Regions from separate parts of the Zea mays genome. Here region 1 is linked to region 2. The links are chromatin contacts, called in public Hi-C maps. All regions are on one chromosome and are shown on one strand. Each heading gives the region's core, a stretch centred on a gene start, on an enhancer-like site or on the middle of the called end of the contact. The rest is flanking DNA. Distances are from core to core; before and after follow the strand shown. Region 1 holds the start of LOC103647534 (fasciclin-like arabinogalactan protein 7). Region 2 holds the start of LOC103647530.

Region 1 (6,004 bases), core at 448-2,947, 150 kb after region 2:
CTCACACGAATGGCAAGAACCCACAAGCCTGTCACCGGTCACCACCACAGGAGAATCAAGCGCGCTGCTGCAGCGAGCAGCAAGGAGCTGGCAACGCCGACGGCGCCGGTGCTGTGCGCGGCGCTCGTCGAGTCGCCCTTGCCGCCCGTCAGGCCGCCTGCTTTGCCGGCGGCCGCGGGGCTGGGGGCATCGGACGCCCCGGACTCGGGCGCGGGCGCGGGCGCCGGCGCGAGCGGCGGGTCCTTGCTGAAGAGCTGCATGGGCAGCAGCACCTTGTTGAGCGCGTAGACGGCGACGGGCCTGGTGGCGTACACGCTGCTGGCGATCTTGGGCCTGGACCACATGGACTGCACGTAGATGGTGCCCATGTCGTCGGTGAGGTTGAGCGTGTAGGGCGACCCGGCGAAGGTGTCCACCGGGTTGAGCGAGCTCAGGTTCTTGAACTCGGCCAGGGAGTAGAACCTGGGCAACGCGTGGTACAGGAGCAGCTTCTTGAGCTGGTCGGAGGTGAGGTTGGAGAAGGTGGACTTCTTGAGCGCCGAGAACGCCGAGTCCTTGGGGACGAACACGGTGATGCCCACTTTGGTGTCGTTGGCCTGGCCCTGGAAGGTCTCGATCACGTTGGTCCTCTCCAGGTAGCTGAGGAACGTGTGGAACGGGCCGGCCACGCTCAGGAGCTCCGCGAGGTCCACGTAGTGCGGCGCCGGCGCCGGGGCCGGGGCCGGCGGCAGTGACACGGGCGCCGGCGGGCTACCCTTCTGAGCCAATGCCGGGGTGGAGAGGAGGACCGCCAGTACAGCCGCGGCAAGAATTACCGCTTTGGACCCCATCAAGCAGCGGCTGCCTGGCGCGCGGCGCGCCTGATCCTCTGCTCGCTTCTCTGGTTGAAGCCCCTGACGAGATCACGCAGAAAGTACAGTTAGCAACTTGATCTGATTGATCAAAATGTCCAAATGTTTCTGGGTTCGAATCAAATGCTATTATCGAATGGTGCCGTACGTTACTGGTCTACTCGGGAGCTAATTAATTCACTCGCTATCTCTTGGAAAAAACGGTCTCACTTCGGATACAAGATAGATCGTTGGATCTGCTAGTTTGTCTAGACGGTTCGTTGTATTGTAGGAGTGCTAGCGACAGCCAGATCATGGTACGAGACGGGGGATAGAACAATCGCTTGAACAAAAAGGCAAAGGAGAAAGAAAAAGAAAAGAACTTTCAGATCTGAAACCAATACAAAAGGCATCACAATGCATGTAGAGTCGGTAATTCTCAAGCTGACAATTGCACGCGACTGACGACAAGAACATCATAACCAGGTACAGTTCCTTGCAAATGCAGGAGAACATGACAAAATCCAAGGGGGGAGCAAACCTGGTCGAGCGCAGCAGAGCAGGGAAGAGGGGACGGGAGAAGAAGACGAGAAGAGAGGGGTGGCAGCTCGAAGGAGAGCTGGGTAGAGATAGAGGGGGTGCTATATAAAGGGAACATATCCAGTGTATATGAGCAATTGCACGAACTAACAAAATTAAAAAAAAAAACGGTGCATATGAGACTTTGGTGTATATAGGTTTCCACGCTACTCTAATTATAATTATATACAAATATATTAAAAAAATAAAACAAATATTGAGATGTCCATATGGGGGTAGCAGCTGTTGCGGTTGCGGGCGGGGGCAAGCAGTTGGTGCCCGCGCGCTCTCAGCGAAGAAGGTGCGCGCTGAACTGCTGATCGGCTTGATCGCTGAAAGTCCCTCTCTGCTGCCTGTCCTGGCCCTCTCTGGTCCGTTCTTGAGTAAATCGCACTGCTCCTCCATGAGTGGTAGTAGGACAGTTAGGCCCCGTTTTCAGAAACAATTCTCGCTCGTTAGTTGGTAGCAGTGCAATTAGACCACGTTTCAGAAACTACTGTATTTCAGACACGATCTGTTGTGTGTGGGTGTTTTGCTGAAAGCATGCAGTGTTTGCCTTTTCTGCCGAATAGGATACCGCGCTTCAGTTTTATTATTGCAGGGTCAATTGCAAACTGGCACCCGGCTGCATCGAGCGCTTCTGACTCTTTTTTTTTTCTTTCTCGAATCCAGTTGCGCGCACTCTGCGCTTTTGAACTCGTCTTGTACAAGTGCAAGGCCACGAGAAGTGCGAGAAACTGTAAACTTGTTTATTCGATGTCTGACATCGAGATCCATGAGACGCAAAACTGGTATCAAAAGATTTCATCTGACCATTTGAGGGCAGACCAAAGAAGCTCCGGTTTGGATCAACTATTGGTCACTCACTCACTGATGTGGAGTCCACACCACATGTACAGTACAGCTACAAAAGTCAGTAGCAGATTAGCAGCGGCTACCTACAAAAGGCTATTATTCATGGAAGACTTCGAGTCAGCTTAGTGCATCGCTGCGGTTAATAATCCTGACGACGTAACCAATGCTCCTTTTTTTTTGTCTATACCACACAAGGATTCCTTCAACTTGCATATGCCACTCAAAGTATACTAATACCAAACTGTTTTGCTTGAGGTAGACAAGCACATGGCTACGAGAAAATGACACAAATTGTCATCAGCTCACGAGAAAAAAATGATCTTTATAGAAATGATTGGTTTTTTTAAATGGAATGATTTATGTACATCTTAGGGGGTGTTTGGTTTCTAGGGACTAATGTTTAGTCCCTATATTTTATTTCATTTTAGTTCCAAAATTACCAAATATAGAAATTAAAACTTTATTTTAGTTTCTATATTTAGCAATTTATATACTAAAAAGAAATAAAATGAAGGGACTAAACATTAGTCCCTAGAAACCAAACACCCCCTTAATGTACATATAACATTTTATTGCTTCAGAAATCGATATATAATGAAGTTGAGCCATCAGTGGTATGAGGTGTCAAGTGGATTTGATAATGTGAGCTCACTACCTTACTTAATTTTGAAGTGTCGGTGAGGCGGCTACTTGACACAGCTTGTTAATCTATAGAGACAAATCGATTTTGAAGTTTCGGATGTCGCAGAGCGGGGATGGGGGAACGTGGGCTGCGATGAGAAGTTTCTCAACGGTTACTCAAACTGATGGCTCTGTGGTGTGGGTGATGTCGGTACTCGGTAGACCAAACTAAGCCCAGGTTGGCCCATCGATTTGGACTCCCGCCAAATTACGGGTGCGCGTCGAACACGGGCTGGGCCTCCCTCGGCTCGAATGCCGCCGTGTCCAATCCTAAAAAAAACAGCTAAAGCATTTGTGTCAACTATTAACGGAAACCGACTTTGCTGCAGTATAATGCACACACAGTAAGTCCCATCTCCAGGGGGCCTCTAGCGGGCGTGCAAAGTACTGTTTTGTACTATAAAGTAAAGTTCAAAATAGAGAGTCTGCTGCCCATAGTCTAAAGCACCATGTTCTACGGTTTTCCACATCATCATGCTCGACCACATTTAAATGGTAAAAAATCTAAAACTATGCACAAATGAAGACTTGAATCATAGTTATGGGCTCCACGACCCTAGAAAGAAGATACTCTCTGGCTGCAGCATCGAACCTCCGAGATGGCTTCGGGTCCAGTATATGCCATGCAGACCTCAAGCCAAGTAGGGTCTGATGACGCCACGTGTCCGGACTGGTGCGGCTGGGGCCCGGCCCCCCTCAGGCACAGTTTGGGTCCCTGGTCAGGAGGTCCTAGGAATGTCGTGTCCCCACATATTCCTGTGCTTGCCCTAGTCCAAGACAGAGGTTCAGTGCCAACGTGTGGCCAAGGCGCGCCTGGCTTAAGCCACCAGACGGTGCCTGATGTATGCCTCTGACATGGGGCCCGCCAACATTAGGTGCAGATGGGATGCATACTTATCCGCGCCAGCAGCGGGTAGCGTATCCCCTGCATTAAATACGTGAATCATGCCAGGTCTGCAATGTGCAGATTTTATTGTCACCCACATGTTACTAAGGCAAAACTATTAACCCAACACATCGCTTAGGTGCCCTTCTTTTTGACTTTCACTGTTCCTTGTGCGTTACCGAGGCATAAAGAGACAAGTGGAGAAGATGGAACGACACTGTCCACCCCTACGCACGATAGCGTATCAGACTATGCCGCAACCTACTCCATGGACTACACCTACGTTCCGATTAGACATGACAGGGGATAGATGTCAGGAGCCAACACAACCACTAAGAGGAGATACACGTCTAGAAGATGTAGCGTTGCTAGCCCTTACCCGATGCCTCATGCTTCGGGTAGAAGCAACTCCGTGGGCCCACCTGTTGGGGTCCAGCTCCCTTATAACGTGCCCCCATTGAACTATAAAAGGGACGACACTAGCGATACAGAAGGAAGGTTGAGTGTAACCGACGACTTACAGGCTTTCAGCCAATACAACTCATAGTGAATGTAGGGTATTATGTTCTGGTGGTCTGAACCACTCTAAATCCTTATGTTTTTGTGTTCTTGTGTTCATCCGTTAAGCCAGGCAAATCCCAAACCACCCCCGTCAGACCTTATTCGGTTATTCCCGTTACACATTAATTGAATGAGAATAAAAAAATTAAGAAAAAGTTTGACTTGCCTGAGATTTAAAACCATGCAATCTCATTTAATCTACATGAATTGAGAGCGAACCGAGCAAGCTCTCAAGGGAGCGAGGGGCGGGTGCGCTCATCACGCGGTGAAGAGCAGAGGCAAGCAAGCATTAAGTCACTGAAACTATCATCTATTCTTCGACTACACGTCAACTTGAACAGCAGTTTCTAAACTATAGACTAGGGACATGTTTGGTTTGATGACTAAGTTGCCACACTTTGCCTAACTTTTCTGTCTAAAGTTAGTTGTTCAATTCAAACGACTAACCTTAGGCAAAGTGTGGCACAATTAGCCACGAACCAAACAGGGCCTAGATTTCTCTCTTGCCACATATCTCAACGGCTCCATGCAAGGCCCCTTCTACTGACGATGAGTAAACTCTTCCTTTTTTTTTCTTTATTTGCGGGTAAGAGTACTAAATTAACCTTGCTTTTCCAACCACTACGGGTTGACAAAGAGCAAAACATTCTCTCACACTGCATGCACATCATCTTCCATATGTTGGCCTGCTGCTACCAATAACCCCGAACGGCTAAACATATAGATATAGCCGCATCATTAGTCCGAGAACTCTTGTTTGATCTCGACATTTCGGCATGGCGAGGAATTTTTTTTATTGTTACCCACATGTTACTAAGGCAAAACTATTAATCCAACACATCGCTTAGGTGCCCTTCTTTATGACTTTCACTGTTCCCTATGTGTTACAGAGGCATGAAGAGACAAGTGGAGAAGATGGGACGACACCGTCCACCCCTACGCATGATAGCGTATCAGACTACGCCGCAAGTTACTCCATGGACTACGCCTGCGTTCCGATTAGACAGGACATGGGATAGACGTCAGGAGCTAGCACGACCACCAAGAGGAGATACACGCCTAGAAGATGTAGCGTTGCTAGCCCTTACCCGACGCCTCACGCTTCGGGTAGAAGCAACTCCTTGGGCCCACCTGTTGGGGTCTAGCTCCCTTATAATGTGCCCCCATTTAACTATAAAAGGGACGGCACTAGCGATACAGAAGGAAGGTTGAGTGTAACCGACGACTTACAAGCTTTCAGCCAATACAACTCATAGTGGATGTAGGGTATTACGCTCTGGTGGTCTGAACCACTCTAAATCATTGTGTTTTTGTGTTCATCCGTTAAGCCAGGCAAATCCCAAACCGCCCCCGTCAGACCTTATTCGGTTATTTCCCGTTACACATAAATTGAATGAGATTAAAAAAATTAAGACAAAGTTTTACTTACTTGAGATTTAAAATCATGTATTCTCATTTAATCTATATGAATTGAGAGCGGACAGAAGGAGCGAGGGGCGGGTGCACTCATCAGTCATCACGCGGGGAAGAGCAGAGGCAAGCAAGCATGAAGTCACTGAAACTCTCATCTATTCTTCCAGCTACACGTCAACTTGAACAGCAGTTTCCAAAC
Region 2 (5,415 bases), core at 2,670-5,169:
GAAGCAAACCCCGCGGTCGCTTGTACCAAGCTTTGTTGGGTCAAAGGCAGGTTCTTAAACTTGTTATCTTATCTTAGGTTGTTAAACAAGAAGTAATCAACAAGCACGGGTCGAGATAGATGACTTCACCAATTCAATCATTTACAGCAGCGGACATAAAATGGACTCTGCCTCTGTCAGCACTGGAAACACGGATACATGCACGACCACCTCACGTGGTGTCACATGCGCGAGCGAAGACTTTGATCTTTGGCGTGGTGGTGGTGGTGGCATGCATGACGGAGGTGGCTTTGGCTTGGCCTCTGACCGCTGTGACATGGAAGTGGAACCGGATCCTCGCTAATCTGACCGACAATCCGAAGCCCAGGCCGAGTAAACAACTGCGAGTAGTACTAAGACATACGGAGTACTCCTCCTAATAGATAGTATATAATAATGGCTTGGCCTGGCCTGCACTGAATTATTCAGAAGCAACCTGACGAGAGGGAGAGCCCTGCCCAACCACAACCACTCCACTCCTCCCCGTGCAAAAAGAATCCAGCTCAATGATGGAGGTTTGCCCCCGCACGAGAGTGATGATCTGGACGCAATCAAGTGAAGATTCCCTCACTTAACGCACCCCTAGTAAAATGATTAGACTCTCTCCAACCGATACTCTAAATATTTCTCTACCTTAAAATTTAGAGGATGCGGCCGTCCTATATATCTACAACAATATCTTCTAAACAGTCCTCTAGGTATAGAGGCCGTCGTTGAGTCCTCTACATGTGTAGAGCTTTTCTTTCCCCCTCTTCATCCATTTTAATACTACAAACAACTGATTTAACAAAACTAAAAGTAAATTATATCATTAATATAGATGAGATATAACAGATGCTGTTGGAGAGAAATAAGACATAGATAAAAAAAATCTTTTAGAAAAAAATATAAAAGGCGAGTATAGAGGACCGAAACCGGCCAGGGATATTGCTGGAGATAGTAGCCAAGAGCCCACGGCGCCATCGAGCTCTGGAACTGGTTGAGGGAGAACAGCAGCACCACCGCAAAGGTGACAGGACAGGTTCCGTTCTGGTCACCAATGGTTAGTGGCCAGTGCCATCAGTGCGCAGTGGGGTTTAACACCCGTCTCGAGAGCGATCATGGCGGTTTGGACTTTGCAAGACGAATATGCATGGCCACCTGTTTAGTGGTAGCAGTACTAGTAGGAGTACCGTCTGCCTGTCTGTGAGATCATTGCAGAGTTGCAGCCTTGCATATTATGTTTGTGCAGAGGTGACAACTGTTTGTCCAGGTCCGTCTGCCTCATGTGTTGCCCTCCTGACAAGTGACAGCCAAGCACCCGACCCAAAGCGGCGAGTTTGGCGTTCCAGGGTGCAGTGACTGGTGTTTCAGCAGAGGCGAGTTTGGTGTCACCAGGATTGCTGGATCCTCCACCCCCGAATCATGCACCTATATAAGAAAGAATTCATTGGAATGCTCGGGTTGCAAAGGAGCCCTCGTAGACATCGTCCTTCCTCGGCGGTTTCGGTGCATGATTTTGATCGATGAAATGAATTCGTTAAGTTTAAGTACATAAGAGTTTCAACCATCCGTGCAGGTTTCGGATTTTGTTTTGGGGGAAACCAAACCATGATACTAGCATTCACCGGACAATCTGTCGATATCAAGTACATGTGAGTGATACAACAATGTGCCTCCTAGACTGGAAGCTTTTAGCAAGAGCGCATTTCGGCGAGGAAGTGTCTTTAGGATTGTGCACGAGTATCGATCCGGTCAAGGAAGGCTAACTCCTCACACTTCAGATTCTATGATGCAATTACAGAGCACAGAGAGGGCTATCTCCCAGTCTTCGATCCGGCCAAGCACACGTGAGACGATCAGCGACACCACAGCCGCACGTCGACTCAAGAAACTTCACCAAGCAAGTGATGATTTTTCCTCGCTAATTTGTGAGCCTCGCAAACGGTAGTTGGCTGGTAAGTCAATACTACCGCTATAGAGCGAGTGTCTATAACGGCATGGAGCCTCTCGGGTTTAGCCGTTTAGTTATAACAAGTACCTTCTATCTATGTCTCTCTTGAAACAACCGTGAAAAAGTTCTTCACTCCGCCTATTTCAAAAAAGCAGGAAGCCAAAAACAGCTCGCTCCTTTGGTATTTGGTTCAACTTTTGGGTTTTGAGAAGCGAAAACAGCCCCAAAAATCCAACCAAACGGACACTTAGGGCAGCTTCCCCATCAGTTGTGCAGGTTATTTTTAGATGTACTCACTGGTTCAGATTTTAGAGATTTCTACAAAAGGAGGAATCACAACAACGATGTTTGTCAAGCTTTGGAAGTGGTAGCGATGGAAGTCTTCACAAATCATGGATGGCGCTCAAATGCAAGAATTGAGTATGACTAGTGTCAGCCATAGTCTTGTCATTTTGTTTCTTTGTAATACCATGCAGCTTCTTCGTAATAATAGAACAAGCACCTCCAAATATTGGATATCTGCAATCAATGTGCATATGCTATAATGCAAACCACAAAGGCAACTGCAAATTCCCCGAAGCTGGAGCTGTGATTATGGGAAATACAGAAAATTCAGGTCTGTATATTCGCTCCTTCAGACTCAGATCCATAGATTCAGCTTTACACATCGAGGATGATGAATGCTCTTGTCATGTCAGCCAGAAAATGTTGATTGGAATTCATGTGTTCATAAGTCTGTAGTTTTGACATTAGCAGAGTAAGGAGTACCATACTTAACTGTGTACGAAAGGTAGCCTCCGATAAGAATTCTCCCTGAACCAGTACTAATTCTGAAAACTGAAAACGTGTCCCTTCTCCTGAACCTCACAATTGGCACATACTGATGAATCACACACAGCATTGAACTAAATTGGTGATCGTGCGGTACCCCTCAGAAAGCAGCGGGACTATCATCCAGCTGTTTCTCGTCCTCGATCTCCACCTCCAAAATTTCCTGGAATAACAATAGGCGGGCCCCATGTTACACCTTGATTAAACAACACTCTCCCCATTTCCTGCACTGGCCCACCCCATTATTATTTGTTGAAGCAAAGGAACGCAAGCACTCCAGCAGAAACCCTCACCGGAATGCGGTTCTTGAGGTAGTTTCCGATCCGCGCGACCACGGTGGCGCGGGTGTGCCAGAACTTGCCCTTGAGCCGGAGCTTCACGAACGGCCCGTCCAACTCCGCGAGGTCAACTTGCCCTGCAGCCACCAAAGAACCATCCACGGGAAGGAGAAGTCACTGGTCACAATCCATTTCTTGGTAAAGTAAGCAGTACAGCGTCTTCTGGGGTAAGCGCTCGGCCTGGCCTTCACCTGTGATGCCCACCGACGTGTCGAACAGCTGCCCTAGCTGACGCGCACAAGACCAGCGACAGCATTAGCTCGAGGCTGCAAGCCTGCAACGGCACTTCGATCCGATGGGGGGGTGAGGAGAGAAGGGGAATCGGTTCAGTTTCCTTGCCTCGGATTTGGCTTCGTCTAGGGCCACCCGGACGTTGTCCTCGGTCAGGTCGAGTGACGCTGTAATCGCCGCGGCCGCGCGGTGAGGCCGCCCGCCCCGTCGTCGGTACCGTACGGTGCGCGCTGCTGCTGCTGTGAGGCGCGGTACGCGGACGTAGGCCGAAGGGGCGAAGAATGGCGGCGGCGAGGAGCTGGATAGCGGAGTGGGCACCGGGAGGAGGCGGGCGCGGAGGACGGCGGCGAACGCCATGGGCGTTGCGGGTGCGGAGAGCAGTCGTGCCGGGTGGGTCTCCTTATCCTATTTTGTCTCAGAGGATGGGCTGTGGCGTTGAAGCGCGCGGCGTCGTTGATATTGTCCTTTTTGTCATTCCGCCGTCGGTGAGGTCGGCTGCCCCGCAGACCAGAATGTAAGTAAAGAGATGGTGGAAGATGGGCCAAGACATGAGACAACAGATGGGCCAAGGCGCAGTAAAAGGGCTCGAACTGAGAATGTTCGCCTGAAGGGTCCAGAGTGGGTGCCTAGCTTGGGGTATGTAACGCTGAAAGAATCATCAACATTGTAATAACTGAATTCTTCTGTCTCAACTCTCAAGTTTCAACACCGCCGCCTGCCTGGCTGCCGCTGCTGCTGGGCTCTTCCTCGCATCCTGTTCCTTGCATGTTCTTCTACTTCTCTACCCCTCCCCAGCTATTCTGTTAACACAGAAGTTCAGAACCGAAGTTGTACGGGAAGGGGTGCTAGTAGTGCAGAAAGGTTGTTAGTGTAGACTGTTTAGTTAGAGCACCTCCGCTAAAATTTTGTTTCCAAAATGGTATATTAGGGCTGTTGAAATAATATTTTCCTTGAAAACAATCTAAGTTCACATCAGACTGCTAATAAGTATTCCCTAAAGTTTTTGAAACCAAACAAGTGGGCCATGGCTTGGCTGTTTGGACAAGATTCCTTTGCGTATACCGCTGAACAGATTCACGGGATGCATGCCTACCACATATCGTCGTCACTACTACACGTACTGCTGAATTCTGAACCATAGCGCTTTTTTAGTTGATCAACTCTGTAAGCAAGCAATCCTGTTGTAAAATCAGCTTCTAAGATTCTGAGAAATTAGCTTATTTCTCTCCTGTAAGCAAGCAGTCCTGAATACCACTCTCTCTCGTCGCGAGTTCGAAGGACACAAGGAGGCTGTCGCTGCATCCGAACATGGGCGCTGCAAGTGGTCCGTCGTCGACTCCATCACGTCCTATGCACCTCCACCTTCGAATGCACCTCGCAGGGACACTCAGACATCGAGGACCTGATCTACAGCGCCGCCCATCTGCCATTGGAGGAACCTCCCGCATCCTCTAGCCGTCGCGGTGAACGTGAGGCTGTAGATCCAGTTCAGGAGATGCCGACGACTGCACAGCATCTCCGTCGCCGCCTCGTACGACACCGTAGAAAGCTCTCCCGCTGCCTCCGCCTCCAGAACCGTTGAAAGCTCTCCCGTTGCCGCTACCTCTGGGACAGTTGAAACCTCTACCGCCGCCGCCTCCTGCCATGGCGCCACCAACCAAATTGCGCGAGGATGAAAAATTGACATGGGAAAGGAGTGTGATGGCGCGCGCAAGGGGACTGAGGGAGGATCTCGCCTCACGCATATATATGCGGGATCGAACGCCGCGGATACGTGGCTGCGAAAAGTTGGGGTGACTTTGCGTTTTAGGCTATAAGAGCAGTGATGAACTTTAACCAGAACGCTATAAATATAGAGTTGAATATGCAGTAAAAAATTGCCGCAGTGGTGAACTGTTTGAGTTACTCTAAACGGTATGAGGAAACCAGGAACGCTACTTTCAGAGTACATGCAGCTCTTACTCGAAACACTGTTGCAGAGTGCCGGAACGCCTAGATCGGAGGAGAGAAGGAAGCGGTTTGTTGGCTGGGAAAAGAATAGAG

Evidence for each region. Hi-C and Micro-C count contacts between places; a contact is called where the count stands out from the background.
Region 1: a contact with region 2 is called in a Hi-C map of ear, with 2.9 times the contacts expected there. The contact joins the promoter of LOC103647534 here to the promoter of LOC103647530 in region 2. A contact is called at or near these places in 3 of 25 Hi-C or Micro-C datasets (ear, endosperm and tassel).

Annotation. Positions count from the first base shown.
Region 1 is chr2:194,714,744-194,720,747 of Zm-B73-REFERENCE-NAM-5.0, forward strand. It overlaps LOC103647534 (fasciclin-like arabinogalactan protein 7), which reads right to left and starts at 1,698. Exons shown (of 2, transcript XM_008672057.2): 1 at 1,372-1,698; 2 at 1-893. The coding sequence starts at 1,488. The coding sequence ends at 39.
Region 2 is chr2:194,566,304-194,571,718 of Zm-B73-REFERENCE-NAM-5.0, forward strand. It overlaps LOC103647530, which reads right to left and starts at 3,920. Exons shown (of 4, transcript XM_008672055.4): 1 at 3,481-3,920; 2 at 3,333-3,369; 3 at 3,097-3,218; 4 at 2,565-2,966. The coding sequence starts at 3,729. The coding sequence ends at 2,904.